Linked DNA regions of Mus musculus: all the other regions are linked to region 2. A link is a contact called in public HiChIP or PLAC-seq and promoter capture Hi-C data. All regions are on one chromosome and are shown on one strand. The core of a region is the stretch at or near the end of the contact, and the rest is flanking DNA. Distances in the headings are between cores, read along the strand shown.

Region 1 (2,856 bases), core at 240-2,739, 240 kb after region 2:
TGCTGGGAACTTGCCACAGGGATCTCTCCCAAACCTGTCATTTCCATGTGTGACCTTCTTTGTCCTCCCCAGTTGACAGAGGTACCTTTTAAAATTGTTTGTTTGTTTACTTATTTATTTACTTATTTATTTATTTATTGGTTTTTTTTGAGACAGGGTTTCTCTGTGTATCCCTGGCTGTCCTGGAACTCACTTTGTAGACCAGGCTGGCCTCAAACTCAGAAATCTGCCTGCCTCTGCCTCCCAAGTGCTGGGATTAAAGGTGTGTGCCACCATGCCCCTCATGGTTTTTTTTGTTTGTTTGTTTGTTTTTTTGAGATGGGGTCTCTCTACATAGTCCTGCCAATCCTGGAACTCACTCTGTAGACCAGGCTGGCCTGGAACTCACAGAGGTCCACCTTACTGCCTCCAAAGAGCTGGGATTAAAGGCATGTGCCACCACATCTGGCTAGAGAGGTCTATATCTACAGAGGGGACACTGGAAAATGGAAAGTGACTTGCTCCCATGTCAAACAGTTCAAAAAGAGCAAGAAAGACATCAGGGACTATGTTGGCTGTGGAGGCGCATGCCTGTGATCCCAGCACTCCATAGATAAGAGGAGCAAGTCTTCAAGGGCAGCCTTGGCTACATAGGGAGCTAGAGGCCAGCCTGGGGTACATGAGACTTTGTCTCAGAAAACTTGAACAATCTACGGCTGCACCCCTGGGAACATACCTGATCTAGGCTGATCTTGACTCGAAGCAGGACAGGATATGGCTGGTCTTCCCAGGATCTTGTATTGGAAGACCTAGGTAAGAGGAGCTGAAGAGAGAGTTCTGCCTCAGAGAGCACTGGCTGCTCTTCAAAGTTCCAAGGTCCCCAGTTCGACTCTCAAGTGCTCACATAACAGCTCACAACCCTCTGTAACTCCAGTTCCAGGGCATCCCATGCCCTCCTCTGCTCCCTTACCTGTGGGCACAAGGCACGCAAGTGGTGCATGGATGTACAAGCAGGCAAGACATTCATACATATAAAAACATTTAATGTAAAAAAAGAGAAACCTAAATAAGTGAATATGTAGACAGACAGATAGATAGACAAGAGATCATTGCCTAGCTATTCAAACAGTGAAGAATATTTACTAAGCAGTTGGTATGTGCCAGGCGCTGTACTAGGGAAACAAGACCAGACCTTACCCTCAAGGTCAGAGGCTAAAAGGAGGAGACAAAAGACAGGAAAGCAACAGTCTGCTGGGAACTATAATAAAGAGTCCAGAGAACTGTTCCACATGACAGAGCTAGGGACTCAGGGGCCCGGACGGCTTCCCAGGAGGCATGCATGCCCTTTAAGTAGGAGCTTTGCGGCCCGGTAGGCGCCCCATGGGCTCTCCGATACTTCCAGGACACTGGACTATAGAGCAGAGAGGGGACCTAAGCACTGTTGCCCGATGATGGCCCCTCTCAGGGCCTCACTCTCCTGGCTGGGCCGGAGCTGGGCGGGGCCTCGGCCAGGTGCGCGGCGGCGCTCGGCGGAGGCAGGAAGTGTGTCCCCAGCGGCGCCCCGTGCCGCGCTCCCGCGAGACGCTTACCTGCGACCCAGGTGAGTGCCGAGGGGGGCGGGGGAAGGGCCGAGCGGAGGCGGCTCACCTGGCTGGGCAGGTAAGGCCGGCGCGGGTCCGCGGGGGCGCGGGGCGGTGCAGCCCCGGGTGGGTGACCCTGGAGGCCGCGCCTGGACGGCGGCGGGGCGCGGGCCCTGCTCCTCGGGCCCCGACGTCCACTTCCGGGGTGCGCGGGGCCCGGCCGGAGCGGCCCGAACGGGCGCAGGGCTGGGCTGGGCTGGGCGGGCCGAGAGGCCCCTGGGGTGCTAGGACCCAGCACCGTGCGTGGAACAGCGTCGGGAGTCGCGGGCCACGGCGCTGGTGGCAAGCGAGGCGGTGCGCGCCCCGACGGCAACGCGAGCCCTGCCGCCTGGACGCGCGCGGCTCCTGCTTGCAGATGAGACAGTGGCTGGGGCTGTGCCAGGGGGGTGCACAGTACCCTGCGCCCGAGCTGAGCAGAGCTGAGCGCGGCTCGCTGACCATACGTTTGCCTGGACAGAGGCTGCTGCAGCCGGCTCGTCCTGGGGACACAGGGAGGAGGGCCCATGGAGAGCCCCCGAGTCTGTCTGTCTGTCCGTCTGTCTCTGTGTTTTGTGGGGACTGTCGGAAAGGCGAAGGCAGTGAGAAATCAGAGAATCCTGGGGCCATCAGACCTTGAGGCATCCTTGCGATGCCTTCGAACGCTGCCAAGTTAGAGAATGCCAAGAGTGTGTCTTCCCAGGCTTTTGCTAAACACGGAGCTCCACCCCCAACCCCCATACCTCCGTAGAGGGTTAGAAGGACATTAATCTCTCCTCTTTTGAGAGATGAGGTTTTCCATTTTTATTTTACGTCACATTGGTTTATTATTTACTTATATTTAAGTTAATTTAATATATATTTTGTTTTGCTTTTTGAGATAGGGTCTCATATGGCCCAGGCTAGGCCCAATATTCAGCCAAGGATGACTCTGAAGTCCTCATCATCTCATCGTGTCTTGTGCTGGAATTACAGACGTGGGCCACCTCACTACTCTAAGATGAACCTATTTAAAGATGAGGAAGCTGGGTCCAAGACTCTTGTCCCAGGCCAAAATTGAGGCAAAAATTGGTCCCACTAAATTAAGTGAGCAGTGTCACTGGGTTGTCAGGAGGGATGGACCAGGGACAATCGTGGGAAAAGGAAGGTGTAGATGGATGGTTTGAAGGGACGCTCATGCAAGGCACTATTCATACCACAAACAGGAAGGCTGACTGCTTGGTTGTTTAAGTTTCAGACAGGGTCTCTCTCTTGGGTAGCC
Region 2 (2,716 bases), core at 152-2,651:
GGGTTCAAAGTCAGGTTGGGCTACGAAATAAATACCAGACCAGCCAGGGCTACATATCAAGCTCATGTCTCAGTCAAAACCAATAAAATAAATAAATACAAAATCGAAAGATTAAAATGATTTGAAGATCAGAAACATTTGAGACTAAAAATATTCCTTCTCCACACAACTTGGCTCTGTTTGTTTGTTTGTTTGAGATTGGGGCTCACTATACATGCCTGGCTGGCCTGGAACTCCTACCATATAATTCAGGCTGCCCTCCAACTCACAGACATCTGCTTGCCTCTGCCTCCAAGTGCTATGGTTAAAAGTATGGATCCCCGTGCCTGGTAGCTGATTTTGATAGAAGGAAAGAAAAGAGTACCTCCTCAGGTGAGAGGTAGGATGCCACAGCTGAAAGATGAGTTATATATAGTCAGTGAACTAACTGGCTTCTGAATATCTTCTTGCTGGGATAGTCAACGGACCAAGACGATGTTACAAAGGAACTCAGCTTCCCCATGGGGGAAGGGGATTTCTACTACAGAAAATAAAGCTTGTAAACTGTCCAGACTGTTAGGATTAAGGTAGGAGGGTTGTAAGCTGCATTCTTCCACTGGGAGGCAGATACCTAGGTCGCTGAGACTGCTTTGTAACTCAAATGATGTAGGGGGAAAAACGCCAGCACGGACCTCCCAATGCTGACATTCCACGAACCAGTGTGGCTTCGATCAAACACTCAGTTCTGTTTCTAAAGGCGAAACGTCTTGTGCATAACAGACGACAAGTACGCGCTCGTTTGCTCAATGAGTGAAAAAACAAAAACAAAAACCAACGGGGAATGAATGACGATGCCTCTTCAGACAATGATTAAGGGTCTTTTCTGTACGCCTGCAGCTTAAGGGCGTGCTAATGACCAGATCTTTGCTGCTGATCTACACTTCTCCTCCTCTCCAGTTAGACCTGGGGGAACCAGGGCCGGAACTATGCCCCACATCCAAGGGGACCGCGCACCTCATAGGTGACGAGAGCTCTAGGGGACTGGGGGCTAGCCTGGCCCGGAGTACGGGTTGCTGCAAGTCTGGGGAAAAAAAAGCTAGCATGGCACCCCGGAGGATGCTCGGGCCCTCGGCGACTTCGCGCTGACATCGGAAGACACTCACGTGAGCACCGGGATGGGTGTCCACACCACGCAGTAGGGGAAGCGGCTCCGCTCCACGTCCATGACAACGCCACCGGACCCGTGGTACTGCTTCATGTCCGTCTCGGCCCCCGTCGGCGTTTCTACTTCCGCCATCCGAGGAGGGGGCGGCGGCGGCTGTAACAGAAGCGGAGAACTCCCTTCCGCTTCCGCCATCCCGCGCGCGTCCCGCTCGGGAAGGCCGACCGCGCCGCCGCTCGCCCCTGTGTCATCACTTCCGGGAGGCGGAGTGTCCTCTCGGTCGATCTTCCCCCGGGGAATTGGAGCCTTGTCCTTCTGGGCCCGGCTAGTTTAGCCTCTTTCCCGTGTTTGTAGCGGAGCATTTCCGTGGACCTCAGGAAGCTCTCAGTCGAGCCCCGGGAACCCACAACCAACCGCGGTTCCGCATGCCGGCACGTGGTGCAGGCACTCTTTATTGATCACTTCTTAGGTGCCAAGCATGTGATATTCATTGGTACTACTGTCTATAAACTGATTAGACGTGCAAATTTAGTTGTTTCCCCCAGAAAACAAATCAGAGACAAAGGCTCTTAGAAATGAAGTGAGCAACGATTCAAACGCAAGTCTTTGTAGATTTCCTTTGTCCTTTTTAGTCTGTGGCATGAGTTACATAATAGTCTGTTACGTGATGGTGTAAAAAGGGAGGTCAAACTAAAATCTTGGTGTGTATGGGAGACACGTACACTTGGTGTGTATGGGAGGGAGCAGCCTTGGGCCTGGGGAGAGCACGGATGCAGAAGTGCCAAGACAGGAAACTTGAGGTCACTATGTGCAGTAGAGAATATCATCCAAGACTTATCTAAATCTCTTTATTGTTCGTGTTTTGGGGCACATGTTTGTTTTTGTTTTGAAACAGGGTCTCACTATGTAGCCCTGTCTGTCACTATGTAGACCAGGCTGACATTGAACTCTTAACTCTGCCTCCCAAGTGCTGGGATTTAAAAGGGTACATCACTAAGCCAGGTCCTTTTTTGCTTTATAGAAAACTCGGCAGTTAGCACTTGTCTAAGATCACACTCAAGAACACAAAGTGGCCAGGCTCCAGTCTTGGAATCTTTTGATTTTTCAGAGGGATAATCAGAGAGACATGGAAGTGGAATGTTATGCGGTGAGGAGTGGGTGGGATGGGTTTGGAAGACAAGAAGGGAACCAGGCTATAGGAAGGTGTAAGAAAAATGAGGCAGAAAGGCAAACAGATTGTTTCAACAGGCTGAGACTGAGACTGTTTTATTGGAACAGCGGGCTGGAGGAGATATATATATGTTACAGCTCCTCTTTGTGTGTGTGTGTGTGTGTGTGTATGGTTTGACTGGGACCAGAGTGGGGGTTGTTTTCCATACTCAGGCATATTGTTTCTGCAGGTGAAGCAGACCTGTCAGATAGGGGCTAAGCACTTCATTCTGGCTAGAAGCTATGGCTTAGTACAGCTAGATTCAATTCCTCATCACCTAAGACTATTAGCCAACAGAAGGTGTGGACAAATGTTTAGGGAAGGCAAAAGCTATGCTTTTGAGAAGGTTTGCTTCCATGAAATGA
Region 3 (2,824 bases), core at 122-2,621, 170 kb after region 2:
AGTGTGGAATAGTCTGTGCCCTAACTCTAGTAACTAATACAGTCGAGACTCAGAAGGTGCTGGAATCTCTAGAAAGCAGTCACAGGTGGGGGGGGGGGGATGGAATAAGGCTGTGAGACTCAGACTTGCCTCCCTGGGACTTCAGGAGCCAAGGAGAGCCACACCTACTCCACAGTTTCTCCTGCGTTGGGGAGGAGAGGGAGAGAAGGGAGCCTAACCAGTCAGAACAGCCGCTAAATCTCGCCTCCTCTGCTGTGTTCATCCTTAAGAGGAGCCCAAATCAATCAACGACCCTTTTTATATTCAGGTTACCAGGGTTTCTGACAGGTTCACACCGATGGTAAGGAGTCTGCCTGGCCCCCAAAGATGCCAGCCAATGTAGTCTTTCCAAGCAGAGAAAGCACAGTGGCAGAACACCTGCCTCCGTGTGCGTGAGGTCGTGGGTTCAATTCCCAGTGCTGCAAACAAAAGCAAACCACAAAGGAGCCAGGGCTCTGGCCCAGGGCCGTCCTCCTGTGCTCCATCAGGGAGGGAAGTGAGCGCCGGGCTGCGCTCAGCACATGCGCACTGTAGACCAGCACCATTTCCCTCATGGAAAGGTAAGCACAGAGAATTTTAGGATTCTTTGTCTCCTGCCTACTTCCTGATCCTCCATAAGTCTTATTTTGTTTTGGTGTGTGCGCGCACACTTAAACAGACTCTAAATCTATAACCCGGTGTGGAACTCATTATGTAGCTCAGGTTGACCTCAGACTTACAGCAATTCTCCTGCCTCAGCTACCTGAGTGCATGACCCACTCCACCTGAACGCTTCACGCTCACCCGCTCTGTTCCATTGGGCCTTTCTTCCTAAGAGTTCTTAGAGACATTACCTTCCTCTCGCCCAGAGCTTCCCTTCCCAAATTATTCCACTCGTTTCCCCACTAGCCATTCTCCCTTTGGGAAATTCCTGAGGCTCGGCCACAGCACTGGGGGTGGGACTCGCCCTAACTCACTCCGTCTCCATGGTGGGAAAGCCCTGTCCAGTCCCCCCAGGGAACTAGTGCCTCCTTTAGGAAGACCGCACTCCACAGCTATCCTCAGACCCTGTGAGGACCCCATCACAGACCTCATCTTGTGATTGTGTGTGTGTGTGTGTGTGTGTGTTAGAGTCGCTAGGGAACACACCCAGACACCAAATTCTCAGCACAAAGGAAGTTTATTACCCCAGAGGGACAAGCAAGGGGCGTGCCGCCTCTGGATCAGACCACGGCAGTAGCAGGTGTGTCTGCAGAAATAGTTTTTAATGAGGGAAGGGGAAGTCTGTGCTAAGACCTGATTGGACAGCTTAGCTGGTGTAGGCAAAAAATGAATGTTGATAGCTGGGCCTTGGTGTTTAGTCTCAAGAATGAATAGGTGGCTAAATAAGGGAATAGACCTTGGGGGCAAGCTTTAGGAATGTAATCTCGTGGTTTAGCAAGGCAGAGGGAAGGGCCAAAGCAGACAGCGCCATGTTTGCCATGATTGGGCCTGTTAGAGAGCCCTTCAATGATGGCCGCCCACTGCCCCTGTTGGTGCCCCCATCCCTGGGCTGGCTGAGGAAGGCATTTTACTCCAGTACACTCTGCCTGCTAAATTGAGGTGGGTGGAGTCTGAGATGTTCCTGCAGCCTCTGGGAAGCTGGGCAGATCCCGAGGAGCTAATTTTTCATGCTGTGGAGCTCAGAGGAAGTTCAAGGACAGGACAGGGCAAGCAGATGGTGAGACACAAGGAACATTCCAGCCATCTTCTGACCTCAGACGTGATAGCTCACGCCTGCAATCCCAGCACTGGGAAAGCTAGGCAGGAGGCAATATTGCCATGTCTGTGAGTTGTGGGCCAATGTAGTGAGGGCATCTCCCACAGTCTGGACAGCCCTTGAGGAAGGGGAGAGGAAGCTACTTAATACCTGTGAAGTCAGGAGGGCTTGAGGGAGGTTATGGAATTAAAGTCTGTTAGTCAACCTCCAATGAGAATTTTCCAGAAAGAGAGACCGCAAGGAGGCAGGTGGAGGGGGAGTGTGTAACACGGTGAGATGACAGAATTCAGCCACTTGCAGCGAGTGGGCACCTGCTCTCTCTAGGGAAGCGCAGGCAGGAGCTGAGGGCACGGAGAACACGGAAAATGTGACACGTCCATCTGCATGTTTCTGGTACTTAAAAGAATGACTGAGTCCGTGATCAGTCAGATTCGTGGCCCTGCGTCATTCTGCAGTCATGCAACCAGACTCGTGGAGGTCAGCAAGGGTCAAAATTTAGGTGGGCTCACGAGGTACCACTGCATGAATTCCAACCGCAACAGCCGAGCATCTGTCAGAGCGCCACCTGCTGGCTGATACTGACTGTGGCCAGAATTGAAAGTTTGTTGCCTGAATGGGGAAGGGGACTCCCTTCAAATGACCTGTCCCACTAAAAAATAACTAGTGCTTGATTCATCCTGACCCTCCTGAGGGTCAGCCAACATAAACAACAAACGAAAGAAGGGGGTGTTGTGGTGTGTGCCTATAATCCCAACCCTTGGGAGGTAAAATCAGGAGGGATCATGATTTCAAGGCCAGCCTAGGCTACATAGTGAGGCTATTCCTAAAGCAAAAATAAAACAGTCATACGCCTTGCAACAGGCAAAAAGGTCTCCCGGTGCCTGTTCTCCTGGAGAAAGGTTGAACATTAGTGACCTTCAATGCTTCATTCTCTAGAGGAGGGGGTGTGCTCTGGGTTGGCTGACTCTATAACTGTGTAGGGATAAAACCAACTTATGGAAAACCTATGGTGGATAGAGAGGGTGGATGGGTTAGCTGTTAAGAGCA
Region 4 (2,929 bases), core at 420-2,919, 240 kb before region 2:
TTCCCCTCCCTCAGGGTTCTGACCAACTGGCCCCAGGTGGAACCTCTACTGCGGCTCCCCCGCCTCTCAGGGCTTTTTGGCATCGCCTCTGAGCACCGGTTCTTAGCTCCTTCCTTTCATCCCAATGTCACCTCTGACTCTGGAGTCCGTCCTGGCCTGGTAGGTGGGGGAAGGCAGGGTGGCAGCTGGACCCTTGGAGCAGAAACCCTGCCCCTCTAAGCCAGCTGCTGCCAGCCTTCCTGGACTGACTCTATGGAAACAGGGGACCCGGAGACAGAAATAAACTGCCAGGTTTCCGGGGCGGGAGGGAGGGTGTGATATGTGACTGCCAACCTTTGTGTTTCCTTGCTTGGAGTGGTGTGTGTGTGTGTGTAGGGAGCAGGAAGCATCTCCAGGCTCTGTGAGGATGCGCCCCCCCCCCACGCCCGCCCGCCCGCCCTGTGTCACATCTCTCATTTTTGTACCCCTTACCTCTGAGGCTGGGTTGAGTCCGGAATATGATAAACAAGTTAACTTCAGGGGCCAAGTAGTCTGAGACGAGCATTGGAAAGCAGAGTGCAGTCTTTGGGCTCTTGGACATCCAAAATGGTATCCATCTTTAGACCCTCTAGCTGTCCCACAGCAGGTGCTGAACCGACTCAACTGTTGCAGCGGGGTACTAAAGAGTTGGGAGACCTCTATTGGGTACCTACTCTGACACATTGGGCTTTAGTTTCCGCCTCTGTTTAAGGTTTAATTACTTTGTGTCAGTAATTAATATTCTGAAGCCAGTTTGTCTGACTTTGGGCTGTGCTGCTGTCAAACCTCTGGCAGGTCACTACTGAACCTCAGTTTCCTCCGGCAAGAAACACTGTATCTTTATTGGGACCTTAATGGAGTTAATGCTCTTTGATACTGCAGAGCCAGTGTGCATGTTGTTGGCCACTAATATGAAGTAGGCGCTAGATGTAAATGTATGAAAATACACTGTTTTGGTGTAAGGGACTTTTACTCTGAAAGGGGGGATTTTTAAATCCCTCTCAATAAATATCCCTCCCCCCTCAAAAAAAAAAGTTTTGCTCAGGAAAAGGCGCACGGCAAAGTGAATAAGGTACTCTCCGAATAAAGCCGGGTAGCTCATCCCAACTTACAGGTAAGGAAATCGAGGCCGGTGATTGGCCACTGGTGCTCGGCGGCGCTATCCAGTGAGGCCTGAGTCCGCCGCTGGGGAGGGAGTGCCCGGGCCGCGGGCGCTCACCGGAGGAGGGGCGTGCAGGTAGCGGGCGCCTCGCAGCCACCAGCCGCAATCAGGCGGTGTTAGCAATTCTGCCGCTCGACCGGCCGAGCAAGCGAGTCGGGCCGGGTGTCTCCCGGGCCCTCCCCAGCCCCGAGCCGGATAGAAGCGGCCCTCCCCTCCCCTTCCACGTGTCCCTCCTCCGCGGGTAGCCGAGGGCCCCGGCTAGCGGGACGGGGGCCAGGAAAAAGCCGAAAACAGCGCGGCCGGGCCGCTCCCCTCCCGCTCAAAATAGCCCCCGGCCGGGGCTGCCACGCATTCCGCCGTCCCCGGGGCGCGGGAAGGAGCGGCGGGCCGGGCGACGTGGCTGCCTCGCCGAGTGGGACTGGGTGGGGGCGAGGGCGGGCCGCGCGGTCGCTCGCTCCCTCGCTCGGCCGGCCCGCATGTGGCTCTCCTTCGGGGAGCCTTGGCAGCCCAGGCGGCGCGCTGCGCCGGGATGATGGAGAGCTTCTGGAATTTCCTGCAGCTGGAGAGCGCGAGCGGCCGGGGGAGCCGGCCCAGCGCGGCTCGGGAAGGGGGCGCCGAGCCGGCCGACCCCCGCACGCGTCTCCGTAGCCTCCGCCGCCGCCGTCGCCGCTCCGGGGGTGGGAGAGGTTTCCCGGACCTCCCCCGGGCGAGGCGGGAGGCTCCCCTCCCCCGCCGCTCCTTCGGGGCTGGCGGGGGTCCAGGCCCGCCCTTCCCCGGCCTGGGCGGCGGACAGGGGCCAGGTGCAGGCGACGCCCCTCCCCCCGCCGCCTGGTTTCCCTCTCGGCCCCGTCACCTCCGCCGGAGTCAGAAGCCCTGCGGCCTCCTGGGGAGGGGGCGGGGGCGCAGGCGCGGCCACCGGGCGGCCAGGTAGCTCGAGGGGCGGCGGCGGCGGCAAAACTCCGGAGCGGCTTCTTTCGGCCGGCAGACCCGCGCCTCCTGCTCGAGCCGAGGCGTCGAAGGGCTTCCTCTCTGCCGAAGGCAGGCGAGGCCGTTCGCTCCCAGGCCCCCTTCTCTGGCAACGACCGAGCCAGTGGACCGCGGACGGCTGGGGACCATCCTTGATGATTTCCCCAACTCCGGCAGCAGCTTGCTTTGGGGCATAACTGCACCCTGCGGGTCAGGGAGTCCAGAAAAGGGACCCGGGAGGGAGGGCGTCCCGTTTACCGGAGCCCCGAAAGCCAGGGGAGTTGGTAAGTGACCTCTCAGGGCTCTTCCTTTTCTCTTTTCTTTTCTTTTCTTTTCTTTTCTTTTCTTTTCTTTTCTTTTCTTTTCTTTTCTTTTCTTTTCTTTTCTTTTCTTTTCTTTTCCTTTACTGTTGGGAGTGTGTCCGCGCGCGCGTGTGTGTTCAGAGATTACTTTCCCCACAACTTTGCCTGATTCTAGTACCGTTTGGTAAAGTGCGGATGGAAACGGATGAACCGTTTGGCCACTCCCAGCCGAAGGCTCTGATTCAGTTACAATTCCCGCCCCCACCGAGCTCACCGCGCCGCGTTAAACCGAAGCATCGGTGGTAGTAGGCATGGTTTGATTCTTTCTCTGCCCTGCACTGTTCAGTGTCTTTGGGCAAGTCTCTTTACTCCTTTACCTTTGACTTTTCTGAAAAAACTAGGCCTTGTGGGGCTTAAAGTTGCACATGTAAGGCAATTAGTGTGGGGCCAACTCAGTAAGGACACCTGAGTACCAGCAGTC

The links. Promoter capture Hi-C pulls out the DNA fragments that hold promoters and counts their contacts. HiChIP or PLAC-seq counts read pairs in DNA pulled down with a chosen protein or histone mark. Capture Hi-C pulls out chosen DNA fragments and counts their contacts.
Region 1: a promoter capture Hi-C map of adipose tissue shows a contact between it and region 2. The contact joins the promoter of Kdf1 here to the promoter of Tmem222 in region 2. A contact is called at or near these places in 1 of 484 Hi-C or Micro-C datasets (bone marrow-derived macrophages), 2 of 115 datasets of contacts at active chromatin or transcription factors (both in embryonic stem cells) and 3 of 9 other capture datasets (adipose tissue, liver and macrophages).
Region 3: a contact with region 2 is called in an H3K27ac HiChIP or PLAC-seq map of embryonic stem cells, with 4 times the contacts expected there. The contact joins the enhancer-like site here to the promoter of Tmem222 in region 2. A contact is called at or near these places in 2 of 39 promoter capture datasets (the C10 cell line and stem cell-derived epiblast-like cells), 1 of 15 datasets of contacts at CTCF or cohesin (embryonic stem cells), 6 of 115 datasets of contacts at active chromatin or transcription factors (bone marrow-derived macrophages, embryonic stem cells and extraembryonic endoderm stem cells) and 2 of 9 other capture datasets (embryonic stem cells and liver).
Region 4: a contact with region 2 is called in a promoter capture Hi-C map of neural stem cells. The contact joins the enhancer-like site here to the promoter of Tmem222 in region 2. A contact is called at or near these places in 3 of 39 promoter capture datasets (cranial neural crest, embryonic stem cells and neural stem cells), 2 of 484 Hi-C or Micro-C datasets (bone marrow-derived macrophages and embryonic stem cells), 27 of 115 datasets of contacts at active chromatin or transcription factors (the 230-238 cell line, acute myeloid leukemia, bone marrow-derived macrophages and 18 more) and 3 of 9 other capture datasets (adipose tissue, liver and macrophages).

The regions. Positions count from the first base shown.
Region 1 is chr4:133,517,474-133,520,329 of GRCm38.p6, forward strand. It overlaps Kdf1 (keratinocyte differentiation factor 1), which reads left to right and starts at 1,490. Exons shown (of 4, transcript NM_133707.2): 1 at 1,490-1,579. It overlaps Gm42323 (predicted gene, 42323), which reads right to left and starts at 2,385. Exons shown (of 3, transcript NM_001378703.1): 1 at 1,627-2,385; 2 at 716-788. The coding sequence starts at 2,336.
Region 2 is chr4:133,276,389-133,279,104 of GRCm38.p6, forward strand. It overlaps Tmem222 (transmembrane protein 222), which reads right to left and starts at 1,402. Exons shown (of 6, transcript NM_025667.3): 1 at 1,143-1,402. The coding sequence starts at 1,336.
Region 3 is chr4:133,447,625-133,450,448 of GRCm38.p6, forward strand. No RefSeq gene overlaps it. Among named protein-coding and RNA genes, the nearest start is that of Gm42322, 8.7 kb to the left of the region's middle. Within about 2 kb of position 1,372, at least 52 of the 459 cell types and tissues checked have an H3K27ac peak or open chromatin away from gene starts, as enhancers often do. A contact at or near this core is called in embryonic stem cells, where this site is marked.
Region 4 is chr4:133,037,357-133,040,285 of GRCm38.p6, forward strand. All of the region lies in intron 2 of Ahdc1 (AT hook, DNA binding motif, containing 1), which reads left to right. Among named protein-coding and RNA genes, the nearest start is that of Ahdc1, 27 kb to the left of the region's middle. Within about 2 kb of position 1,670, at least 206 of the 459 cell types and tissues checked have an H3K27ac peak or open chromatin away from gene starts, as enhancers often do. A contact at or near this core is called in bone marrow-derived macrophages, craniofacial prominence, embryonic basal ganglia and 9 more, where this site is marked.